Regions from separate parts of the Macaca mulatta genome. Here region 2 is linked to region 1. The links are chromatin contacts, called in public Hi-C maps. All regions are on one chromosome and are shown on one strand. The core of a region is the stretch at or near the end of the contact, and the rest is flanking DNA. Distances in the headings are between cores, read along the strand shown.

Evidence for each region. Hi-C and Micro-C count contacts between places; a contact is called where the count stands out from the background.
Region 2: a contact with region 1 is called in a Hi-C map of fetal cortex germinal zone, with 2.3 times the contacts expected there. The contact joins the promoter of CTTNBP2NL here to the promoter of CAPZA1 in region 1. A contact is called at or near these places in 2 of 14 Hi-C or Micro-C datasets (fetal cortex germinal zone and fetal cortical plate).

Annotation. Positions count from the first base shown.
Region 1 is chr1:127,635,612-127,641,171 of T2T-MMU8v2.0, forward strand. It overlaps CAPZA1 (capping actin protein of muscle Z-line subunit alpha 1), which reads right to left and starts at 2,099. Exons shown (of 10, transcript NM_001261214.1): 1 at 1,666-2,099. The coding sequence starts at 1,704. It overlaps ST7L (suppression of tumorigenicity 7 like), which reads left to right and starts at 1,275. Exons shown (of 15, transcript XM_015148385.3): 1 at 1,275-1,639; 2 at 4,939-5,021.
Region 2 is chr1:127,870,366-127,875,734 of T2T-MMU8v2.0, forward strand. CTTNBP2NL (CTTNBP2 N-terminal like) reads right to left here and starts at 4,080. Exons shown (of 6, transcript NM_001257547.1): 1 at 4,036-4,080.

The DNA of each region.
Region 1 (5,560 bases), core at 849-3,348:
TTACGCCTGTAAACCCAGCACTTAAGTGGCGGAGGCGGATGGACTTGAGCCCAAGAGTTTGAGACCTGCCTGGGCAACAAGACGAAATTCAGTCTCTACAAGAAATACAAAAATTAGCTTGACGTGTTGGCGGGTGCCTGTAATCCCAGCTACTTGGGAAGCTGAGGCAGGAGAATCATTTGAACTCGGGAGGCGGAAGTTGCAGTGAGCCCAGCGAGACTCCGTTTCAAAAAAAAAAAAAAAAAAATTTGTTTAGTTGTAACAGGATTTGTATTATAACAGGATTTTTGCTTAATTTTATTTGAATAGTAACTATTTGCCTTAGAACAATTTATTATAGATTGATTTCCAGCATAAGCTCATATATGTCTTTGTTTTTGTCCTAAATCTTATGTATGAAGATCAGTTTCCAAATAAGAGAAAATCTAATGCTGTTGTTCAATGGCTTGTTAAGCATTTCAAAATGGCATGCCATATGTAGGTATGATGTATCAAGTTATTCGGTGCAGAGGACTTATGGATCATAACAGTCCCCTCCCCATCCCAACTTCTTATTTAAAAAAACACCCTGGTAGATTTACAGAGCACTCAAGGGGACACATTTTCCAATAGCCACAGCAGGAGACAAATGTCATAATTCTTGTAAGTAAGTTGTCTCGTGAGGTCATTCTAAGTTCCACGTGCCCTAAAATCATGTACTTACTGAAAAGCCTGACAAAACTGTTATGAAACTGTGCAAATGTCAGAAGAAAAGTTATTCCACCTTAGAATGTGCTCTTGTATTTAAAACGCTTTTCAAGAAATAAGTATACAAACTGCACACTGACAAATTCAGCTAATCAAAGACTCCACAGTGGAGCACCAGAGAAGGCAGGACGCTTTGTCAAGTCTTGAACGTGTTAACATGCAGTTTATTATCTGTTACAGAAAATCTTTCTTGAGGTTAAGAAAATCCATCAGCTATTCTACATTTGTTAACAAGAAACAAAATTTTCAAAAATTATCGTTAAAAGGGTGTGTCTACAGGGAAAGTCTAGTGCTCAAATTGTGAAGCACATGCCCTGAGGCTCACAGATTTATTATAGCGAATCAGACAGGCGACAGTACTTGAGAAAAGTACTGCATGTGTAGTGAGGTGGACAACATTTGGGACCTCTCCTTGTCGAGGAGTCGTGACAGCAAAATCACTTCCTGAGGAAGGAGGAGCAAAAAGGAAGAGGCCATCCTGACCAGGAAGTGACTCGCCCTAAACTAACCCCAATTATATCTACAAATGGGGGGATGGGGGTTAGCACCAACTGCTAAAGGCGGTAAAATAACTGCTTTTTGATATGTAGCAACATAACCACCACCCACTCTCAAAATTACAGGAAAAAAGTCCACAGTCACGATCTAATAAAGGAAACGTCTGTTCCCTCGCAGGGAGGCCCCTGGGCTGTGCCTCAGGCCTGAGAGAAAAGGAGAGTCGAGGAACGAGGAACTGGGGCCACCGTGAGGCAGAGGAAAGCCCCGTAAGAGGGAAGCGTCCCGACTGCGGAGAGCGTATGTCAGCATTGACAAAGAAGCTTCTTTTTCCTGGGGACACTGCGAGGCTCCCAACGCAGCCGGGCCGAGCCCCAGTTCCCTGTCGGGGGAGGAGGTAAGAGAGAGAGGCGGACCCCTTACCTTCTCCTCATCCGACACACGATCATCGAAGTCGGCCATCTTGGGCTGTTCTGGCCCAGCCCGGGTGTGGGCGCTAGGCAGGCCGGGAAGAAAGCCGAGTGATGGAATCACCGCGGGGGCCGTCGGAAGGACCCGCCCGGAAACGCCGACCAAGAGGGCGCCATGTCAGTTATGCGCGGGAGTGACGTCTACTAGTGCCAGCGCCCGCGCCCGCGCCCCAGGAAGTAGGCTTTGCCTTCGGTGATTTAAAGTCTAATATCTTTCCCAATGAGTTACACTCATTTCCCATCCATCTAATGGGTGCTGGCAGCGTGTTTCGATTATTCTTGGCTCCTGGCCTCCATCCGACCAAGTCGCTCTTGCAGTTTTTCTGGTACCCGTTATCTCCACGACAGCCGAATCCAAAGCTCTAAGAGCTGCTCGGCCGCTGGAACGATCGGTGGCTTTTCCAACCCCGGGGGGCGGGGGTGTGAAAGGTGACCCTCATTTCGTTTGGAAGCGGTAATACTTCACTTTGGGGTCACATCTTAGTCCAGTTCCTCCAGAACAGGCGCTGCTGTCCGCCCCTTCCCTGCCCCACAAAGGAATAGGTATCCTCAATCTTGAGACACGCTCCTCCACCTTCGAAATCTTCTCGGTCCCGGTTCCCCAGGACTCAGCCTTCAGAGAGGCCAACTTCAGGTCCGCCACTATCCCAGGATTCCCGACTCCCGGTTTCCTGTCCTTCTCCCCTCCCAGCTCCTGGCTCCTGCGATAGCGGCAAGATGGCGGACGGTGGCGGCTCGGGTGAAGCCGCGGCTGCTAGAGCGTCTCCTGCACCTGTCCCCGGCCTAAACCCGACGTTGGGCTGGAGGGAGCGACTGCGAGCCGGGCTGGCGGGGACTGGGGTCTCGGTGTGGTTAGTGGCGGGGCTGGGGCTGCTTTACGCTCTGAGGATCCCTTTGAGGCTGTGTGAGAATTTGGCAGCGGGTGAGAGGACCAGACCTCCTGGGGCAGGGCGGGGGGCCAGGAGAGATGTCGGGGGCAAGAGCCAAAGGGCAAGAGATTCTCGGTAGTCCTAGAGGGCCTCTGAGGAGTCGATGATGAGCGATCAAGTGGGTTCTTTTTCTTTTGGACTGCAACCTTGCAGTTGATTGTCAAGCCTGCTGCCTCTACCGGCTCCTCCCTAGAACTCTTAAGGTCCGTCCTTTCTCTTATGTCCTCGTTTTTCCGTGGAAAAGCCACCTGACAAGCTATAAGCTTCAGGTATTAGGACAGAAGGGTGCATTCTCAGATTAGGATACGTAATTTATATTGGCTCCCCCGCCTCTGGTAGGATCCCATAAAGTCACTGCTTTGAGTGTCTCGCCGCCCAGCTGAGAGAACTCATATCCAGGCAACAAAGATGAGCACATCTGTAATTTAAAGATTTCAGAGAAAGAAAATGGCATGATTTTAATTGACGATTCTCTTGTTTTAAAATAGTTCTGTTAAGAAATAGTTGTCGTGATATTTTTGTCTGTTCTTTTAGGCTTATCTTGAGTAATGTAGTACAGGAAGTGAGAGAGCGCCACAAACAACTGTCGGTTTGCTAGTTCTTTCGACATCTGTAGAACACTTGCTATGTAGTCTGTGCTGAAAATACTAACACATGTAAGAAGTGATGATCCTGATGGATTCTCATATACTGTACTATTCTTTAGTTGTAGACGGGATAAAGTGTTTAGGGCCCAGATCCCCTTAGCATGTGATTATATTTCACTCAAGCTCTGAGCAGCAACCTCAGAACAAGATAGAAGTATTTCTGTTATATGATTCAGTACAGTGGTTGATTTTTCTGTAGCAGAAGGTAGCGAATGTCCCCTTTCCTGTTCAGAGATAACATGAAAGACTGTGAGGTAAAGTTCGGAAATATTTTGGCTTTTTTGGAGGGTAAGGTATCAAGTTCAAATATAACTAGCACACTAAAATAAGCTAAACTGAAGAGCTAAGTTGGCATCTCTGTAACAGGTGAATGAAGTGCTTAACGGCGGTTTCTATGCACAGTGTTACTGATTGACTTGTCATTTATTTATTTATTTATTTATTTTTGAGACGGAGTCTCGCTCTGTCGCCCAGACTGGAGTGCAGTGGTGCGATCTCGGCTCACTGCAAGGTCCGCTTCCCGGGTTCATGCCATTCTCCTGCCTCAGCCTCTCAAGTAGCTGGGATTACAGGCGGCCGCCACCTCGCCTGGCTGATTTGTGTGTGTGTGTGTTTTTAGTAGAGATGGGGTTTCACCGTGTTAGCCAGAATGGTCTCCATCTCCTGACCTCGTGATCCGCCTGCCTCGGCCTCCCAATGTGGTGGGATTACAGGCGTGAGCCACCACGCCCGGCCGACTTGTCATTTATTTTTCTACATGTTAACCATATACATTTAGATGAGAATAGTTGATTACTATAGATTTTGCTTTTTTACTTTTTCTTTTTTATTTTTTGTGAGACAGAGTCTCCCTCTGTCACCCACGCTGGAGTGCAGTGGCAAGATCACTGCAGCCTTGAACTCTTTTGCTCAAGCGATCTTCTGGCCTCAGCCTTCCAAGTAGCTGGAACTACAGGCGTGCACCACCATGACCAGCTGAGTTTTAAATTTTGCATAGAGACTGGGTCTATTTTATTTGCCTAGGCTGGTCTTGAACTCCTGGCTACCAGCGATCCTCCTGCCTTAGCTTCCCAAAACTATAAGATTATGGGAGTGAGCCATCCTACCTGGCCAGATTTTTATTTCTTTCTAAAACCCACCGTACTTATGAGATAATTATTTGAAGTGAACAATCTGCTCCAGGATTTCAGTAAGTCAGGGAGATTTCTGTTTGTTGCTTTTCTCTTTGAGCCATTTTGCCTCTCTAGCTGATATGCCAAATACATACACTGTTTCCTTCCCTCTAATTTGAGACAGTGGTTTTGTATCCTACCAAAATAATTATGGAGTCGTTTTGAACCTCCTTTGTAAAAGCATGTTTGTTTATCTTCTTATTCTTACAGACTTGCAAACGTTCTTGTCTAAATTATGACTTATAAGTGCTTTAGTTTTATTCTTTAAAGCAAGCTGAATTACCTCATTTTGATTTGTTGCAAATAGTTATAAGCCATTATTTATATTATGTATACAAATTAAAACTTTTTCAAGTGAATTTCACACTAGATATTAATACGACTTAAGTCCCATCACTCATAAAGATACTCGCATATTTGTAACCTAAGTACATTAAATTTGCATTTTTTAAAACTTTGATTCTTGTTCTTTTGACAGTGACTGTATTTTTAAATTCATTGACACCCAAATTCTATGTGGCACTTACAGGGACATCTTCATTGATATCAGGACTAATATTTGTAAGTAGTTTCCATTTCCTTCCTTCATGTTTTGGTATTTATCTAAAGATTTTTTTTTTTTTCCTTTTTTGAGACAGAGTCTTGCTCCGTCGCCCAGGCTAGAGTACAGTGGCATGATCTTGGCTCATGCAACCTCCACCTCCCAGGTTCAACTAATTCTCCTGTCTCAGCCTCCCGAGTAGCTGGGATTACAGGTGCCGGCTACCATGCTCAGATAATTTTTGTATTTTTAGTAGAGACAGTGTTTCACCACATTGGTCAGGCTGGTCTCGAACTCCTGACCTCAGGTGATCCGCCTGACTTGGCCTCTGAAAGTGCTGGGATTACAGGCATCAGGCACCACCCTGGCCTAAAGATCCTTTATATGGTTATAATATTTATAAATTATTATTACCTATGGATCAGCATTTCTAAAATGTATTCAGCATTTGAAAAGATTACCTATTCAAACAAGTTTGGGGAACACTGCATCTCCCAATCTACTTTTAGAGATTGACAGTACTTATTTACATATTAAAGGCTTATTGTAAACTGTAGTC
Region 2 (5,369 bases), core at 2,830-5,329, 240 kb after region 1:
AATTTTTCTCTTGCCCTGGATCACACAGTGAACAGTAGCAGAGTTGGGATTTGAACCTAGGTTTGCCTTTAAAGTCTGTGTTGTAAATAACTACATTCTTGAGGCTCATAATAAATAAGCCATTTTCTCACTAAAATGCTTTAAATTGAACTTTGGAAGATTTAATTTTTAGTTAATAGCAGCAAATATTCAGAAATTTTAATTTTGTTAATTTTTTATTTTTTGAGATGAAGGTTCTCTCTTGTCGCCCAGGTTGGCGTGCAATGTTGTGATCTCGGCTCACTGCAACCTCCGCCTCCCAGATTTAAGCCATTCTCCTGCTTCAGCCTCCCTAGTAGCTGGGATTACAAGTGCCCACCATCACACCTGGCTAATTTTTGTATTTTTAGTACAGAAAGGGTTTCACCATGTTGGCCAGGCTGGTCTCGAACTCCTGACCTCAGGTGATCTGCCTGCCTGGACATCCCCACGTGCTGGAATTATACGTGTGAACCACCATGCTCAGCCAAATATTCAAAAATTTTAAAATGGCCTTTAGAAAACAGGCTAACAAGCCACTCCTGGGGCCAACCACCACAGACTGAACAAATTTCCTCTAGAAGCATATCTCTGCTTCCTGCTTCATGACGCCAAACACCAATTACATGGAAACCCCCAAGAAACACCATTCTACTCCACTCAGAAAAACCAAGAATTCAAATTCTGTTCTGCAAACTAACTGGTAGCACTGCAAATGTGATTTTGCCAAGATACAAATCCAGAGAAGACCGATTGTATTATGCCCACCATAATCAATAATCAGCCTGTATAATTACACTTAGGGACCCAACGCTGTTCTGTGCCCCGTTCCTATTTTTAATGTTACTTTAAAAACACAAAATCAACTAAAAATCCATTTTAAAAGTCCCAAAGTAGATCAGTAACTTGTTAAAACCAGACACTCAGGAACTATTCTCTTTTTTTTTGAGACAGAGTCTCACTTTGTTTCCCAGGCTGGAGTGCAGTGATGCAATCTTAGCTCACTGCAAACTCTGTCTCCCGGGTTCAAGCAATTCTCCTGCCTCAGCCTCCCGAGTAGCTAGGATTGCAGGTACATGTCACCACACCCAGCTAATTTTTTACATTTTTGGTAGAGATGTGGTTTCATCATGTTGGCCAGGCTGGTCTCGAACTCCTGACCTCGTGATCCACCCGCCTCGGCTTCCCAAAGTGCTGGGATTACAGGTGTGAGCCACGGAGCCTGGCCTCAGAAACTATTCTTGAGCAAAAATCAGTAAACAATCAGTCCCTAGTGAGCTCTTCTAAATTCACTTCATTCCTATCGGGTCAGATATTTAAAACAATAAAATCCTGAAATGATTAGCACTCATTATGTTCTTAAGTCTGGTGCAAATTTCATGACAGTAAAAATAGTATTTTCTAACCAGTAGATTTTATATATATATATATATATATATATATATATATATATATATATATATATTTTTTTTTTTTTTTTAACTGTTTTTTTTTTTTAAGAGACAGGGTCTCTTTCTGCTGCCCAGGCTGGAGAGTGCAGTGGCATGATCATAGCTCACTGTAACCTCAAACACCCGGGCTCAAGCAATCCTCCTGCCTCAGCCTCCCAAGTAGCTAGGATTACAGGGATGAGCCACCACATCCTGCCTCACAGATATTTCTTTATAAGAAATTCAAAATTTTAGTCACTTAAGACACTGGAATTTCATAAGACAGCAGATGGGGAAAATCAAGTTAAATGAAGACAACAAGTAGACGGTTTATACTAACAAGTTGTGCCACATCTAATCAGTGCATTGCCTTTCAGTCTACCCTAAGGTGACAGCTTCAAACTAAGTTAAACAAACACTCATTAAGTCATACTATATACCAGGAACTGTGAAAGAGACAAAGACGAAAAACAAAAAATACTACTATCTGCCCTCAAAGAATTTATAATTCAAGGAGAGAGATCAGACATATATCCCCTGCATAGTACGCTTTTCTTCATCTGGCATGACCAAACAGGTGTTGAAAAGGTTAAAGGAAAGATTTTCAAGACCCAAAAGTGTAACAAACAGATCTTGCTTACTGTGCTAAATAATAAAAGAACATTATTTGCTTTTTCCTATTAAAGCTCAGCAATCACCACAACTTTGGTTTGCTTAGTCTCTTACCTTAGTTTATTTTCTGTTCTCTGCTGATGTAATACAACTTATCTTTTTGGGATTTTCTGTTCTACTTTTAGCTTTTTCTGCTGTTATTGCAGGGAGCCCATGTTTTACCCTTCTATTGCAGCACACATTGTGTTTGCTAGAGACACCCTCCAGTTTCTTCTTTGTGCTTTCTTATTGGAGATTTGGAAACGCTCACTAAGAAGATCTGTGAGCACTCTGAAACCTTCAATTCTAACTATTCAAAAATAATTACCCTCAGGAAGTCTAATCAAGAAGGTAAAAGACAACAGTCATTACAATCACCCTCTGTGATTCCAACTCCTTGAACTTCATTGCCATCAGCTTTGGCTATAGTTGACAGCGGGGAGGTGGACTTGAGATTGAAAGCAAAAAAAAAACTATGCTAAAAATATGGTAAATTTTAATATATAAAAGTGCTAGCGATAGATGATTACTGGGGATTCAACGACATTAACTTGAGGTCAAAATCAACACTTTGCACCTGCTGAAATGAAGGCCACTTGACAAAACCTTTAGGAGCACACTAGAGGCACTTTTTGGTAAACATGAATAGCTAGAACACCTTGCCTTTATTTACTTTGATCTCTGAGATTAAAAAATTACTTTTCATCGTCTAAATTTTGATAGATGATCGTAAAACCAATCAAAATATACATGAATGTTTCCTGGGGGCGGGGGAGACACTATAAAAAAGGGGTTAGAGAGTAACCAAAGGACACAGGACTAGATTAATCATAAGCCTAGATGACTGACCCTGAATTTTCTTCAAACACTTCCTGCCTTTTGTTTCAAACTGCAGTATACCTTCAAGGTTAACTGCAGTCTCCCTGAGCAATGGACCAGCCCATCCTAGACTGGGATATACTCATTCCTAATCCACTGCTATTTATTTACTTATGTATACTGTTTCATTTGAAAACATGGTGTTATTCATTGACTGTCAAGCAACATACACTGCATTCCTGCCCACACAAAGCCAACTCTGCAGATATCCAACACACCCACCTCACTGTGAAATATAACATGGCTTTTCATCAAGTTCTCAGAGAAGAAATAGGGTGGAAAAGGAAAAATGAAACGCAATTCAAACCTAAGAAACCCTTAGAGGCTGGGTTCTCCCAGAAGGAACAGAAAGTAGAAGAAAGGTACAAAGGGCGAGGGAGAGGAGGTCCTAGTTCTCCCTCTTTCAGAGTCCAAAGAAGTCCCAAAACAGGAGAGCTCTCGACTCCTCACAAGAGGCCAGAGGATGTGAGGGGCGGCGGGAGGAAGACTGAGCATCAGAGAATGGGGGATGGGAAGAACTTAAGTGGGAGAAGCCGTTTCCTCGGTAAAGCTGGCTGTCTAGGTCGGTCTTTGATTTTTGCTTCGCCCCATCCCTCTTTTTTGGGAAACACTAATTTTATCTTACGGAGGAAAGCAGCTCCAGTCCCACCCTGGAGAGCAGAGACAGGTGTAGGGAGGGATGTCTGGCCTTCCGGGGGTGCAAAACGGGGTTGGGGGCGGCAGCCTAGAGAATCGGTACGGTACCTGTGAGTCCTCTCCTCCAAGGCTGAGGTGCGGGGTGGGAAGAGCCTTTGAATGAGGGGTATCAGAGGGAAGCCCCTTCTGAGGAGCTGGGAATCGACGAGGGACAAAAAGTAGCTGTGAGGACCCTCAAAGGATGAGGAGCCGCCTCCTCGGGGAATACCGGGAGGTGGAGGAGATGGCCCCGCCCCCTCAGGGGATGGGCCCAGAGGCCGTTAGGACAGCGGCGGGAAGCTACCGGTGCCCCTATACTTGCTTTGCTCTTGAGAACCCGGCCTCTCAGCCATCATCAAGCCCCAGGGAGTGTGGTTCCTACCTTTCCACGACGCACCGGGCTCCGCTCCCCTCCGCCTCTACTCCCCATCCACAGCGGCAGAGGCCCCGCCCCCTCAGCCGCCCGGCGGGGGCATTGGCATTCACCAGCGCCAATCGCCTCCTTGCTTCTCCAGCATTGTCCCCAATCCGCGCCGGCTGGAGGCGGAGCTTCTCCAATGTCATTCAGGCTCCTCCCGGGGCCCCAAGATCCCTTTTGTTTGGGAAGAGCAAGGCTGGGATTGAGCTCGCGTCACTTCCGGGAGGAAGCGCCGTCCTCGGTCCCGGGCTTCAGGATGGGCTCGTGCCCCTCCCGGCCCTTGGTCTGCAACTTTCCACCTCTGCGTGGTTTCTGGGCAGGACCGTGGCTAGTGCTTAGTGCTTTTCCCTGACTGTACGGGGAGTTTAGGAAAGGAGGGCTCTGGTGGCCTGATCGATTGGGATTTTTTCCAGAATGTTAATAAATGAAGTGGGCTTTGATGTCTGCATTAGAATGAATTAGTTGTTGAAAACCTGGCTTCCTTGCTCCCCCCTTTTTTTCTTTTTTCTGGACGCGACTGTGGGCGTGGTGCTGCAAGCAAGGGTGCAAAGATGAAACACCTGGAGATCACCCTTCTCTCAACCACAGTTTGTACAGAAGAGAATACTAATTTTGGGGGACATAAATCCAGCCGACCTGCTTTCCAGGCAGAAGTCGAATAATTGCAAATTTGTGTGGCAGGTTTTTCCACACTATGCTTGCCAGCTGAGGCGACTTTTTTCTGTCCTTGGCCTCATTATATTGCGGGGAATGGTGTTTGCCGTGAAGTTAAACAATGGAGAGTACAGAGGATGCAAGGAATGTCTGCCTTGTGAACACAGGAATGCAGATCTTGGTGGCAGCAAGTCTTAGGCAGGACCGAGTAACTCAGAAAGGGGAGTGGATGTATAACTAGTTGTATCCCTACCTGAAGTCAAAGTTTCTGAATTCCATTTCCACAGAATGGCTGTCAGCTCACAGATTGATTCAGCTGGTTACATTTACGATAACCACATTATTTTAAATACAATATAGTAAATATTTGAGACGAATATTTATAATGCACAAATAATGTAGTACACTTAATACATTATCCCTAAACTTAGCAATTATAATTCGCAAGACAGCATTAGGGACCTAGTACTTGCCTAGGCAAACAGTCCTCAAGGCAGATGCCGCCTGCCCCATGCAGTTTACAGTCTGACCGAGGGATGTGATCAGTCTGTGCGATTATAGTCTGAAAGAAGTAAACGAGTATTTATCATGTTATCACTGTGCCATGTACTTTCATTTAAATGGTATTTGATGTCATCTTCAGT